Regions from separate parts of the Ovis aries genome. Here region 2 is linked to region 1. A link is a contact called in public Hi-C data. All regions are on one chromosome and are shown on one strand. Each heading gives the region's core, a stretch centred on a gene start, on an enhancer-like site or on the middle of the called end of the contact. The rest is flanking DNA. Distances are from core to core; before and after follow the strand shown. Region 1 holds the start of XYLT1 (xylosyltransferase 1). Region 2 overlaps XYLT1 (xylosyltransferase 1).

Region 1 (7,097 bases), core at 166-2,665:
AAGCGGCAGGGATGAAGATACAGACACATCACGAAGATACAGACACATCCGTAAGCTTGAAGACAGACACGCCCACAGGGTGCCGAGACCCTGGCTCAAAGTTGGGGACTCTGACCTCTCCTGTGTGCTCTGAGTTCAGAGGGCTAAGCAAGGTGGGCCAAAGAAGGTGCAAAAGGCTTCCCAGGAGAGGTCGGGGGCAGGGTAGAAGACACCCAGATGGCCCCAGAAGATCTGCGGAAGGAACAGTTTCAGAGCCTGGATTGTTCACACCCAAGGAGGGCAAAGTAAACCCACAGAAGCCTAAGTTGAGGTGCTGTGATCTGATACACAGCTGGCGACAGGAATGAGCCACACACGAAGACAGAGAGCTGGACACAAACGCCTAGGAGAAGGGGCCATGCCCTGATACTGGAGACAGGGCACCAGGAGAGAGCAAGGTTAGACATGGACAAGGGAGAAAGGAGTCTCAGGCATCCAGGGACGCAAAACAGGAGACTCAAAGTAAGACCGGGCACTGGAGACAGAGTCTTGACTCCGGGGCACGGGTGAGGACCTGGGACACTGATCCCAGACCCCTCTCAGGCCAGGCAAAGACAACGAGGCAGCAGACGGAGGACTGAGTGGTGTGCACCCAGCTGGGCAAAAACCAGAGATGCGCTGAGCACCACCGCCGGAACAGCGGCTGCGGATCCCGGCACGGTCTAGGCGCTTAGACCCGGGGCGAGGCAACAACACCCACAAGCACAGAGCAAGTCGGGGCGCCCAGCTAGAGTGACGGGGACAGGCACCCAGCCAGGCTCCGGTAACCCCCCAAAGCGCCTCCTCTGGAGATAACTTCCCCAGACCCCCAGGGGGCAGTCCTCAGACTAGGGATGGGGCAGGGACCCAGCCCCGGCTTCCAGGGGAAAGAGATGTGGAGTCAGCAGGCTTGGGGAGTCCCGATCTGAGGAGCGGGGTTCAAGGGCTGGGGGGCGGGGAGCGTGGGGTCCGGCCGCCAGCCCTCCGGTTTCCCTCCCTCCATCGCTCCCTCCAGGACGCGAGCCGAAAGGGCATCTTACCAGCGCCCGCGCGGCCAGTGACCCTCGGCTGGCCGGCTGCTGCGCGCGGGGTGCTCCGGGGCCGCCTCCCCGCGCGCGCGCCGGGGGCCCCCGTCCTCCGCCGCCGCCGCCACCGTCTCCTCCTCGGGCTGCAGCCGGCTCGGCGGGCAGGTCCCGGCGCTCGCGGCGCGGGGCCGGGGCCGGGGGCGGCTGCTCCGCACCGCCGGCCGCTGCGCCCCCGCGGCGCTCCCCTGCCCCGGAGTCGAGGCTGCTGAAATTCCACACGACCAGCGTCTGCAGCAGCAGCACGGTGAGCGCCGCGAGCAGCGCCGAGTGCGAGCGCCGGGCCAGCCTCCGGGCGCACGGCGCCGCCACCATCTTCGGAGCGCGGCGGGCGAGCGGGGCGCGGGGACCCGGGGCGCTCCGGGCCGCCCCCGCGCTCCCCGCGGCTCCCGCGGCCGCCGCCGCCGCCGCCTGGGCTCCCGCTCGGGCCGCCGCCGCCGCCTCGGCTCGCCGCTGCTCCTCCTCCGCCGCCGCCGCCGCCGCTGCCGCCGCCGCCGCCTCCACCGCCGCGGCGCGGAGTTTTCAGACGGGCAGGGACCCGGACGTCACCAGGAGGAGGGGAAGGCGGGGAGGCGGGGAGCCGGAGGCCGCGGAGGGGGGCGGCGGGTGCGCGCGCTCGGGCGGGGCGCGCGGGGAGGGCGGGGGCCTCGGCCGCGGGGCTCGCCCGCCCCGCAGCCCCTGCCCCGGGCCCGGGGGCGCGGGGGCTGGGGGCGCGGGGCCGGGGGCGACCTGGGCCTGGGCGGAGAGGGGCGGGCCTGGGGGCGGGGCGAGGGAGGGAAAAGCAGGAGGGAGAGGAAGGGGGCGGCGGCGAGCAGAGAGGGCCCCGGGTCCCGCGGACCCCGGCGGGAGAGGGTGGGGGGAAGGGGGACAGCCCCCGCCCGCTGCCGAGGAGACGAGGCCGGAGGCATGAAAGGAAGAGGGAGCCTGGGGTGAGGGCGGGCCCGCTCAGAATCTAGGGGAGGTCGGGAGGCTCGGGGGTCCTGAGATCCAGCCTTCCATGTGGGAAGCAAGCACGAAACAGCTGAGTGGAGCGAGCTCCCCGCCCGGAGTTTGCGGTCCAGGCGTCTTCTCTGGGCAGAGACGGCTTGGCAGGTGGAGACGCGAAAAACGTGTCAGGAGTGTCTGAGCCAGGGAAGGGGCTCACGCGGCCGATCCCTGGATCCCTAGCTTGAAGGGGAGGGGAGGAGGCTACACCGGAGTGTGCGTGACTCCTGAATCACACCCCGTCCCCTAGTGCCAAAGATGTGCTAAGTGCTTCACTGAGTCACTCCTCTGATCCTTAAGGACCAACAAGCCAGGAGACTTCCAAGCCCAGCTGGCAAACAAGTGCTTTCCTGGGGAGAGAGTGACTCCATGGAGTTCCTCAACCCTTAGGCTGCAAGCCCCAAAGGCTGGTCCCTGCCTTCCACCAGGTCCTTCTCATCCACCCTGAAGCTCGCCTTCCTGACTGCCCAAGGCTCACCTCCTGAGAGAACAAGTGGGTCTTACCTCGCAAAGTCAAGTTCTTTCCCATCAAGGCTGAACTGTCCCGGTGACCTTGAGCCAAGAACTCCTCCCTGGGCCTGAGCGTCCTCCTCTGTCAATGAGGGTTTAGGCTCACAGATCCCAGTGGACTCAAGTTTCATCATCAGCCATCTCTGACTCAGTCTTTCCAGTCTTTCCCTCCGGTGTCCTCTTGCCCAGCAGCCCTGAGCACGTGGTGAGTTCATAGTAGGAGTGGGTGTCCCAGATAAGACTCAGCACTATCCAAAAACCATAGCAGATCAAACCCCCAGCTTGTGAACTGGGGACTCAGGGTGAAGGCTTTGCATCTTATCCACTGTGTTCTTCGACCTGATCCTAACTTTAAAGGGAAGAAAGTGAAAGAATAATGAGAAGGAGGCAGGGGAGAGATTTGTTTCACTTGCTCAACCACAGTCTGTGAACATCAAGGCAAAGTGCAGGAATCCAAAGGTGAGCGAGGCTTAACGTCCCCTTCCGCAAGCCTGGAGTCTCGAGGAGCCAGTTGTGCATGTTGGTCACTAACTAACAGTGAGGTCAGTGTTGCTTTGGAGACGTGCACAAAGTGCTCTGGGTTCATGAGCATGCAGTGGGGGTGGCCACTGAGAAGGTGCTTTCTGGATCCATGTAACAAGCAAACCCATTTCCCTGAACTGGCAGTGTAAAATGCCAACTAGGGAGATCTAAACTCCAGACAAGGCTCAGCTTTCAGACTATCCAAGCCTGGCTGGGCATGTGGCCAAGCATAGAGGCCGCCCCCCTTGGGCTCAGCCCATCTAACCAGGAGTGAGATAGAACGGAGGCAAGCTTCTATAGTCACACAAGTCTTGGCCATCTATTTATCACCTGGGACTATTTTGGTTACAAGTAATACAACATTTATTATGTCTTTAAAAATAGAGTTTACTGCATCATATAACCAAATGTTCCAGAGAAAAGGCATCAGGTGAGGTTTGATCCAGCAACTCAGAACTATGTCCTGGGACTGCTTTTCTTTCCGTCTCTCCTCTCTGCCTTTCATGAGGCCAGCTTCATCCTGAGTTTCTCTCTTCGTGTCACAGCCTGGCATCAGTCGCTCAGACTAATTGTATCTTTTGTTCATTTCTAGCCCAAGAGAAGGAAGGTCAGGATTTCCCAGCATTCTCCTCAAACGTCCAGATATTCTTTCTGATTGAGCCAGCTTCGGGTCACAGGTCACCCCTAAACCAAGCACTGTGGCCAGAAAGATAGAATGTGCTCATCAGCTTGGCCAAGGTCCCATACACCTCCTCTGGCACTGGGGCAAAGCCAGCTTCCCTCCAACCACCCTGTAGAATCTATAGGGATCAAGGTCTTACGGGAAGGTGGGAATAGGTGCAGGGAAGGTTGCTTCTACTCTATGAAGTCACTGTGATGCTTACCTGACTTGGACAGGCCACTCCTTTCCCAGGACTTCAGTTTCTTTAAAGCCAAGTGAAGAATTCAATGAGATGGTCCCCAAGATCATCATGTCATGTCCCCAGAACTCCTGCTTAGTGTCTAAAGAGAGCTTCCCAACCCAGCCGGGACTGCCCTGGAGACACTTGACATCCCTGCCCTCTAGCCCATCTTTGCTTCAGTGGTTCTGCTGCGTTTCTCCTCTAGGCAGCAGTGATGTTATCTGCTTCCTCCACGTGGCACAGTTTAACCAAAGGACTGTTTAACCACAGTCCTTTGGGGCCCACACTCTTGTTCAGCTCCCTCGAGAGCCACAGGCTGGAGTGAGGGTAAGGATCCAGCCCCCTGGGTCCCTGGAGAAAGAGAGAGTTGTTTGTTTATCTCAACTCATAAAATGCCGCCCCAAAAAGAGGTTTAAAAGCTCCGGCAGGTTATGGATGCCATAAACAGCTTATGTGAGGTTTTTAGGATGAAAAATCACCTGAGATAGAGGGAATGGGAAAGCGAGATCCTAGGGACTATTTTCCTGTCCTGAGACAGATCAAGACAGCAGTACCTCAAGCATCTTTGTGGGGCCCAGGTAATGCCTAAGCGTCTGGCAGCAGCAGACTTTCACAACAGCAGCAAGTTTCTTGAGAATTTTAAAAGCTCATTCAGTCATTCAACACAGATGTATTGGACCCTGTTATGTGCTAGGCATCATGCTGGGCAAGTGTGATATACAAATGCAGAAGATTCCCTAAGAAATTTATCTTTTTAAGTGTGCTTCCTACGCTTGCATTAACTGAGAGCCAGAGCTCTGAAGAAGTTCTAGCTGATTTGTGGGATACCTTTCCCTACCCCATCCCTGAATCTTGTTTTATCACCACTTTTCAGTGAGGGGAGAGTAAATCAGTGAATCAGTAATTCTGAGATCCTGGCTTTCCCAGCATGAGGCTAGGGGATGAGATGGAAACCGGCGGGGCAGAGTCGGGGGAGTCTTTACCCTCAAGGAGCTGTCAAACAGATTGCCAGCTGTGCCGCTTTTCAACTGAGACTTTCGGCATCAGTTGTTTTGCTTCTTTATGCCTCAGTTTTTCATCTGTAAAATGGGTGCATCTGTGTTCAGTCAGTCCTGTCCAACTCTTTGCGATCACATGGACTGTAATCTACCAGGTTCCTCTGTCCATTGAATTTTCCAGGCAAGAATGCTGGAGTGGGTTGCCATGTCCTACTCCAGGGGATCTTCCCAACCCAGGGATCAAATGTGAGTCTCTCCTGCATTGGCAGGTGGATTCTTTGCCACTACATTACCTGGGAAGCTCTGTGAAATGGATGGGGTGGGATGATAATAGGGCTTTGCTCATAGATTTCTTATAAGGATTAAATGAGATAATGCATATAAAGTTTTTTTTTCTATAGAGATTGGCACACAGTAAGTGCTCATTAAAGGTAAGATATTATTCATTTCATTTGTAACAGTAGGGCAGTGTCTAAAGATATCAGAGGGAAAAAAGAGTAGTCAGGGAAAACAGCCTGGAAGAAGTGGCACTCAACCTAGTCCTTGATTTGCATGGAGGATTGCCAAGCACCCCAAGGTTAGGGAACTGGTCTCATTCATCTCTGCTGTTTCTGGTACTTTCCATAATGCAGGGTAGAGTCAACTTTGGTTGAACAATGAACGCCAATAACAGACATGCTGCTGGAATGAGCCTGGGATGTTCCTCCAGCAGCAAGACAGCTGCTGAGTGGAGCCTGATACCTGAAGTTCACAGACCCCATCACAGCAACTTTTTAGCTGTATGAGTTTAAACAAGTTGTTTAGTGTTACCAAGCCTCAGCATTTCCATTTGTAAAAGGTGAAGAAGACTAATACCCATGTCTTAAGGCTACTGGGTGGCGCAGTGGTAAAGAATCTGGCTGGATTGCGGGAGACACAAGAGACTCGGGTTTCATCCCTAGGTCAGGAAGATCCCCTGGAGAAGGAGATGGAAACCCACTCCAGTATTGTTGCCTGGGAAATCCTATGGACAGAGGAGCCTGGCGCCCTATGGTCCAAGTGTTGCAAAGAGTTGGACATGACTAAGCACACACACACAGAAAGGCTACTAGAGGGCAGAGGCAGGGGAGTGGCATAATACAGTCCCTATAAGATATTGGCACTGACCACTGGCAGAATTGAAGGAATGTTAGCAGGCTGGTCTATAAAGGAGATGCCCTCCCTTTCTCTCCAGTAGTTCTGACGGAAGGTACCTGAGACTAGGGATTGACATGCCTTCTTCTAAATCTAAATAAACTTCAGCTGAATAATAAATAAAGTCAAATACATAATTTTTATTTTTTTGAAATCTTAATCATGTCCCTGTTTCTTTTTGGTTTATTGCAGAGTTTATTTTGTTTACCCAAACTCTATAAATTGACTCTGACTTTGCTCTTAAAAAATTTAAAACCTCCCCTTAGGTTTCACTTCTGCTTCAGACAGAAATCATAAACAAGGGTCACCTGTTCTTGAATGTCAGTTAGAGAGTTATGCATGAAACATCCACCCATCGTCCTGCCCCCAAGAATTCCTGACTCTCCAACAAGCACGTGCAAGCGCCAGAGTTCCTGGGCACGTAGAGGTCAGAAGAGCCAGGATGCTGAAATCCCCTGCCCCAGGGCTCCCCAAAACACATGAGGACATGGACACCCATCACCCTCAACCCCACCCAAGAGAAGGAAACGGCCTCTGATCAGACCACAGGCTGACGCAGGTGACATGCCCCGCTAGACGCCCAGCTGTGCTTCTGAAACCTGCGGCTTTTCCGGAGAACCATCTGCCCACTGTATCAGCAGAGGGAGCTCTAGGTAGCAAATAACATTCCTCTGACAGTGTGTAATACTTGCCTGCAGATAAGATTTGCAGGAGACAACTAGAATAAGTGGGGGTCCTAACTGGGTCTGGCATCTGTCCCGTGTAGAAGAAAACCCCACCGATTTGCCAGGGTAGCATGGGGGTCGGGGTGGGGGGGTTGGTCAGGATTGGAGAGTGGTCTGAGAGAGGAAGAGACACCAGCTAAGGAAAGGATGCGTGACAATCAGCCACCACCACCACTGCTTAGG
Region 2 (6,254 bases), core at 1,806-4,305, 120 kb before region 1:
AAACCAGTACAGTAAGTCCCCACATATAAACCTTCCAGTCGGGAGCTATCAAAGATATGAATGTGTGTGCCAGCCCCTGCATGCCAGGTGTTGTACTGTACCACTGTACTTTTCAAGACACTAGTGTAAGATTAAAAATGTTTTCTTCATTTTTTGTGTTTGTTTTTTATGTATTATTTGTATGAAAAGTATTATAAACCTATTACAGTACAGTATTATATAGCCAATTGTGTTCATTGGGTACCTAGGTTAACTTCGTTGGACTTACAAACAAATTGGACTTAGGAACACACTCTCAGAATGGAACTTGCTCTTATGCAGAGGACTTAACCATATCTGCAAAGTGCAATAAAACAAGGTCTGCAAGCTCCCCACGTACATTTCACATGACAGGTGACCTCTGCTGCTGCTGCTGCTGCTAAGTCACTTCATTGTGTCCGACTCTGTGAGACCCCATAGATGGCAGCCCACCAGGCTCTCCCGCCCCTGGGATTCTCCAGGCAAGAACACTGGAGTGGGTTGCCATTTCCTTCTTCAATGCATGAAAGTGAAAAGTGAAAGTGAAGTTGCTCAGTCATGTCCAACCCTCAGCAACCCCATGGACTGCAGCCTTCCAGGCTCCTCCATCCATGGGATTTTCCAGGCAGGAGTACTGGAGTGGGGTGCCATTGCCTTCTCTAGGTGACCTCTAAAGACTTATTTAACTCCTCCCTGAGCCTCAGTTTCATTATCTAAGAGTGAGGACACTGACCACACCTCTTCCCAGTGTTCCTGGATGGTGCATCAGCACGTGAGTTAGCACACATGTAGCAGTGGGCACCGTGCTGGCACTGTAAGTGCCTGGCAAGTCTCGGGTATCACCCAGCACATCTCAAGGAGGCCAAGGATGAGAGCTCTGCCATCCGGCATCCAGGAAAATGGAGCTAACAGATTCACCAACAGATACAACTTTTTAAAAGTGCTCCAACCCACTCATATCTAAAATGCAAATCAAAACAGTAAGTACTGTTTTTACTCTTTGTTTTGACACAGATTATACAGATTGATAATCACCAGTGCTTCTGAGGGAAGAAACAGGAAATCACTCCCATAGGTGTTTTGAAGGAACCTCTGCATAAGACAGTTCCACTAGGCCTGCCAAAACCTAAATACCTACACACCCTTTGAACCAGCCACCCCAGATACAGGCATTCGCCCTACAGATGTACACACTCAATTGTGGAGAGGTGTGTGTACAAGAACGGCAGCATGAAGACAGGAAAAGGAGAGAGAGAGAAACAATCTAAATGTCCACCAACAAGAAATCAGTTAAGTAGATGATGGGATGTTTCATTCATTCAACTAATATTTACTGAACAGTTTCTACATACCAGACACCATGCTAGATGCTGGGGATAACTGGAGAAAATAGAAAGCAGCTAAAAACAATGAAGACGAGTGATGGATGCTGTTATAAACGGACATCTAGGATATAGAGAGAAAAACAGAGTTATTATAAAATATCTTTCTTTAGATTCTGTTTCAAGGAAACAAAAATTCCTGCCTATGCAACCCCGTCACCATACCCACACTAACATGCAAAGGAAATACGTGGAAGGAGAAATAAGAAAATAATAGCAGTTACCGCTGAAGACCGGAAAAAAGGGGGTATAAGGATTCACTTCACACTCTTTTGTATTATTTGATTGTATTTATTTATTAGTGTGTGATTGTACTGCTTTATATGCGTTCAACCCACAGTAGGTCCAGTGTCCAGAATGAAACCGCTTCTCATGGCCTCCACTGGGAGCTGGTCCACACGATCACTGCACGGCTCTGGATATTCAACAGCCTCCTCCCTCTCCAGTCTCCCTGGGCCTGCTCTTGACTGACGACCATGTGTTTTCAGCAGGGCGTAACTAATCCCGTTTTTAAAAGTCAGGCCATGTCACTCCTCTGCTCAAATTCCTCCTGGGGCTCCCCAGGGTGGAACATAAGCAAAGTCCTTTCTAAGTTCAACAAGATTTTAAAGACCTGGCCCCACCTCCTCCCCTCTCTCCCTTGCTCATTCTTGCTTTAGCCACGCTGGCTTCTATGGCGCAACAACAATGCCAAGCACAACCCACCTCAGGGCCTTTGCACTGGCCACTCTCTGTTCCTCACCCACTACGCTCTTCAGGTCTCTGTTCAAACACTGCCTCATTTCCATGCTGCCCACCCCAGTTCCACCAAAGTCAAAGGCCTCAACTGATTTGGCCTGGCCCGTCCCTCCTCTACCCAAGTGTCCTCCTTAGCAACTGTAACCATCTGACGTAACATCAAAACACACACCATCCACCTAGAATGAGAACATGGGAGAGCACAGACTTCTGTCTTGTTCACTGTTGTCTCTCTAGCCCCTAAAGCAGTGTCTGGCACAAAGCAGGCACTTAATAAATATTCTATGAATGAACTAACTGATAATATAATAAGAAAGGAGAATATAATACATTATTGATCATGTGTACGTGTGTACCAAGTCCCTTCAGTCATGTCTGACTCCTTGCGACCCTATGGACTGTAACCCACCAGGCTCCTCTGTCCATGGGATTCTCCAGGCAAGAATATTGGAGTGGGTTGCCATGCGCTCCTCTAGGGATCTTCCCAACCAAGGGACTGAACCCACATCTCATGTCTCCTGCATCGGTAGGTGGGTTCTTTACCACTAGCACCACCTGGGAAGTCCATTATTGAACATAGCAACAGTTAAAAAAACAGAACCAGAAAAAGATCTCAAGTCCCAAAAGGAAAATTTAAAAATAAATAAATGAATAAAGATTAAAAGCAAACACGTTTCTAGCCACAGAGAACAGGGTGGAGAAACACTCAAGGACAAACTGACACGTAAACAAGTAACTTCTGGCATGGCACACAGGGGTCTGGTTGTTCTAAATCGATGCTCCGCACATAGGACCCTTTCACAGAGTCCGGGCGTAAAGACCTGCTTGTATGAATGCAGTACAGTGAGAGCCTAGTAACCAGGGAGTAAAACCAACCAGTTTGAACACGTTACAGAGTCGGTCCCAAAGCCGCAGACTATTTCCGGGTGTCAGGCAAGCCCACACCCTCCTGCGAGAACCAAACCACAGCAAATCTGCCAACCCTGACGCCTGCAGGTTTCAGAAGCCCCGCCTGGAACTCAGCCCTCACCTCACCAGGCACTCGGTCTAAAAACGACTAGACTGGGGTTCAGAGATGGGGTTAGGGTTTCCAGACCCCAGGAGTACACTAGGGCCCTTTAACCTTTTGCTGGAACATTTGCGTTTTCCTTTGTATCTCATCTCACCAGCCCCGAAAGGCTGGGCATGTGCTGATTTGTATAAACTCTACCCTCTCGCTCCACCCCCATAAAGTCACTTTAGAGTGAAGACTTAAAATCCAGTGACATTTATACGGGGGTGTCCAACCCCGTGGACTTCACCTAACCCTTCCCAGCACTGTTTTATGACATAGTCACTGCGAAAACCATACTCAGGCCAGTGGTTCTCAGCTGGGGTCAACTTGGCCCCTAGGGGACATTTGGCCGTGTCTGGAGATACTGTGGGTTGCAGCAACGGAGGAGGGGGTGCCACTGGCACCTAGTGGGTAGGTCCCAGCTCTGCTGCCCAGGACAGTGCCCACGATGAAGAGCCATCCAGTCCAAAAGGCCAGGAGTGCCTCAGCTGAGCAAGCTTGGTGTATGAGCAGGGGGAACAGTGAGGCAGCCCTGGGGAAGGGGGACCCTTAAGTGATGGGCAGGTCAGAGGCAAAAGAGTTGATCAGACTTGGCCCATCCTCTGCCTGGGGGTTACTGAGATGGTCGACGGCCGGCTGGCTAAGGAAGCTGTGGGGCTCTTGACCAGGGGCAGCTCCACTGCCCGGGCTAGGGGAACCTCTCACCTCACCTCACCTCACCTCACGTCAAGAAGATGCTCTTTCATTAGAAGAACTGTGCCTGCCTGTGTTGTTCAGTGGACTGCTCGGAGTCCAGGCAGACCTGGGCTTCTCTTACACGGTCACAACACAGCCTGCCCCCACCCTGTGCGCAGGCAAACGTCCCAGCTCATTCATAGGACACAAGTACCTGGCTCAGCGATCAGAAACATCCCACTATTTTAACGAATGCTATTCCCCTCTCTACAAAGAGGGAACCAGCCATCCAAATAAAGAAGGAAGAAAAAAAATCCCGGCAAGGAGAGAGTGCCAGTGTCCTCATCCTGGCCAGGGCACAGGCTGGGGAGACAAAGCAAGGAGGCCGAAGAGCCTTACTCTGGGCACCTGCTCCTTACACAGGAGAGAAAGCGGGGTGGGGTCAGTATTTACAAGTGATAATGGGGCACACTCACCCCACCCTCTAAAGAGCCCAGGGAGGTAGGTGTCATGGCTGCTTTATCCAGGAGGGAAACTGAGACTCAGGAAGTTGAAAACCTTCTGGAAGGCGATGCATTCAATAAGGGAAGAGGCCAGGATTTGAAGCCAGGACTGTAAGAGGGATCCTAAATGTGTACTTCCTGCCAGGCATGGTTCTCGTTGTAGCTGATTAGTTGCTAAGTCATGTCCGACTCTTCGAGACCCCATGAACTTCAGCACACCAGGCCTCCCTGTCTGGCTTCACTCTCTCCTCGAGCTTGCTCAGACTCATGTCCATTGAGTTAGTGATGCCATCCAGCCATCTCATCCTCTGTCAACCCCTTCTCCTCTTGCCTTCAATCCTTCCCAGAATCGTGGTTTCCTTTCCAGTCAATCGGCTCTTTGCATCAGGTGGTCAAAGTATTGGAGCTTCAGCTTCAACATCATTCCTTCCAATGAATATTCAGGGTGGATTTCCTTTAGGATTGACTGGGTTGATTTCCTTGCTGCTGTTCAAAGGACTCTTAAGAGTCTTCTTCATCACCACAGTTTGAAAGCATCAATTCTTTGGTGCTCAGCTTTCTGTGCGGTCCAACTCTCACATCCACACGTGACTACTGGAAAAACTGTAGCTTTGATTATACGGACTTTTGTTGGCAAAGTGATGTCTCTGCTTTTTAATACACTGTCTAGGTTTGTCATAGCTTTTCTTCCAAGGTGCAAGCGTCTTTTAATTTCGTGGCTGCAGTCACTGTCTGCATTTGAAGCCCGAGAAAATGAAATCTGACACTGGTTCCACTTTTTCCCCCTCTATTTGCCATGAAGTGATGGGACCGGATACCACGATCTTTATTTTTTTGAACGTTGAATTTTAAGCCAGCTTTTTCATTCTCCTCTTTCACCTTCTGCTTCATACATATTAGCCCATTTGACCATCCCAACTGCCCAGGATGCAGCTACTGCTGGTACCTTCTAATTTGCTAACGAAATTGAGGTACAGCATCAGCTGGTATATGGAACGTCTCACGGCAGGTCAGCAGTGAGCCAGGCGGTCTGCTGCAAAGTCTACAAGGCCCTTTCCTGCCCCACCAAGGGGCTGTGTGGCGTGGCCGGGCTGCCCTGAACTACTCTGCATCTGAACCCCAGTGGGATGCAGAATCCTGTCTGCACAGAGGACCACACACAGAGCACTCCAGGAGCCTGCCAGCGAGGAGAATGAGTGGAACAGATCACGAGGGTGACCCTGGGCCCCATCCAAAGGGGGCAGCTGGTCCTTGCCACTAGCTGATGTCTCAAGGTTCAATGTGGTTTTACCTTCCAATTTACCACAAACCCTCCAAACCCCCGCTCCACACCAAACAAATAAAAACCCTGTGTGTCAGTAGGAGATGCCACCAGAAAGCCTGTGTATGACTCTGGGTCTAGGATGTCCTGAGAAGGTTAGCTCCTGCCCCCCTACAACTGTACCAGCTATAATTGGGGCAGGCGAGCCACTGGCAAAGAAGTCGCTTAAGCCTCTTGTGTAGCTGGAGTTTCTTTCTTCTAAGCATTGAGCTGGCTGGGCTTTTCCTTCTCAGGACAATAAAGCTGCCCCACAGTCCTCAGCCCCACCCATCTGGCGGCTGCACCACAGTTAACTTGAGTTTTTCCATTCAGTCCCTTTCCTTTCTGTGGAAAAATAAGAGCTGCAGTTCCCAGAAGAAAATTAGAAGGGGTTATTAACAAGACGTTCCTTTTCAGAAAGGCACTGGAACCCAGCAGGGAGGTAGCACTGAGGTTGGACCCAGGGCCCCACCTCTCTGTCCTGCTGGGAGATGACTTCCCAGCCCCCCAGCCAGGACCACTGGGGTTGGAGTACTGGCCACGTGCTAGACCTCCCAAGGGTGCTCAGAGGCAGAGGAGACGGG

What was found. Hi-C and Micro-C count contacts between places; a contact is called where the count stands out from the background.
Region 2: a Hi-C map of blood shows a contact between it and region 1, with 2.5 times the contacts expected there. The contact joins the enhancer-like site here to the promoter of XYLT1 in region 1. A contact is called at or near these places in 2 of 16 Hi-C or Micro-C datasets (both in blood).

What each region holds. Positions count from the first base shown.
Region 1 is chr24:16,022,941-16,030,037 of ARS-UI_Ramb_v3.0, reverse strand. It overlaps XYLT1 (xylosyltransferase 1), which reads right to left and starts at 1,415. Exons shown (of 12, transcript XM_027961195.3): 1 at 1,059-1,415. The coding sequence starts at 1,415.
Region 2 is chr24:16,141,177-16,147,430 of ARS-UI_Ramb_v3.0, reverse strand. All of the region lies in intron 2 of XYLT1 (xylosyltransferase 1), which reads right to left. Among named protein-coding and RNA genes, the nearest start is that of XYLT1, 120 kb to the right of the region's middle. Within about 2 kb of position 3,055, at least 15 of the 54 cell types and tissues checked have an H3K27ac peak or open chromatin away from gene starts, as enhancers often do.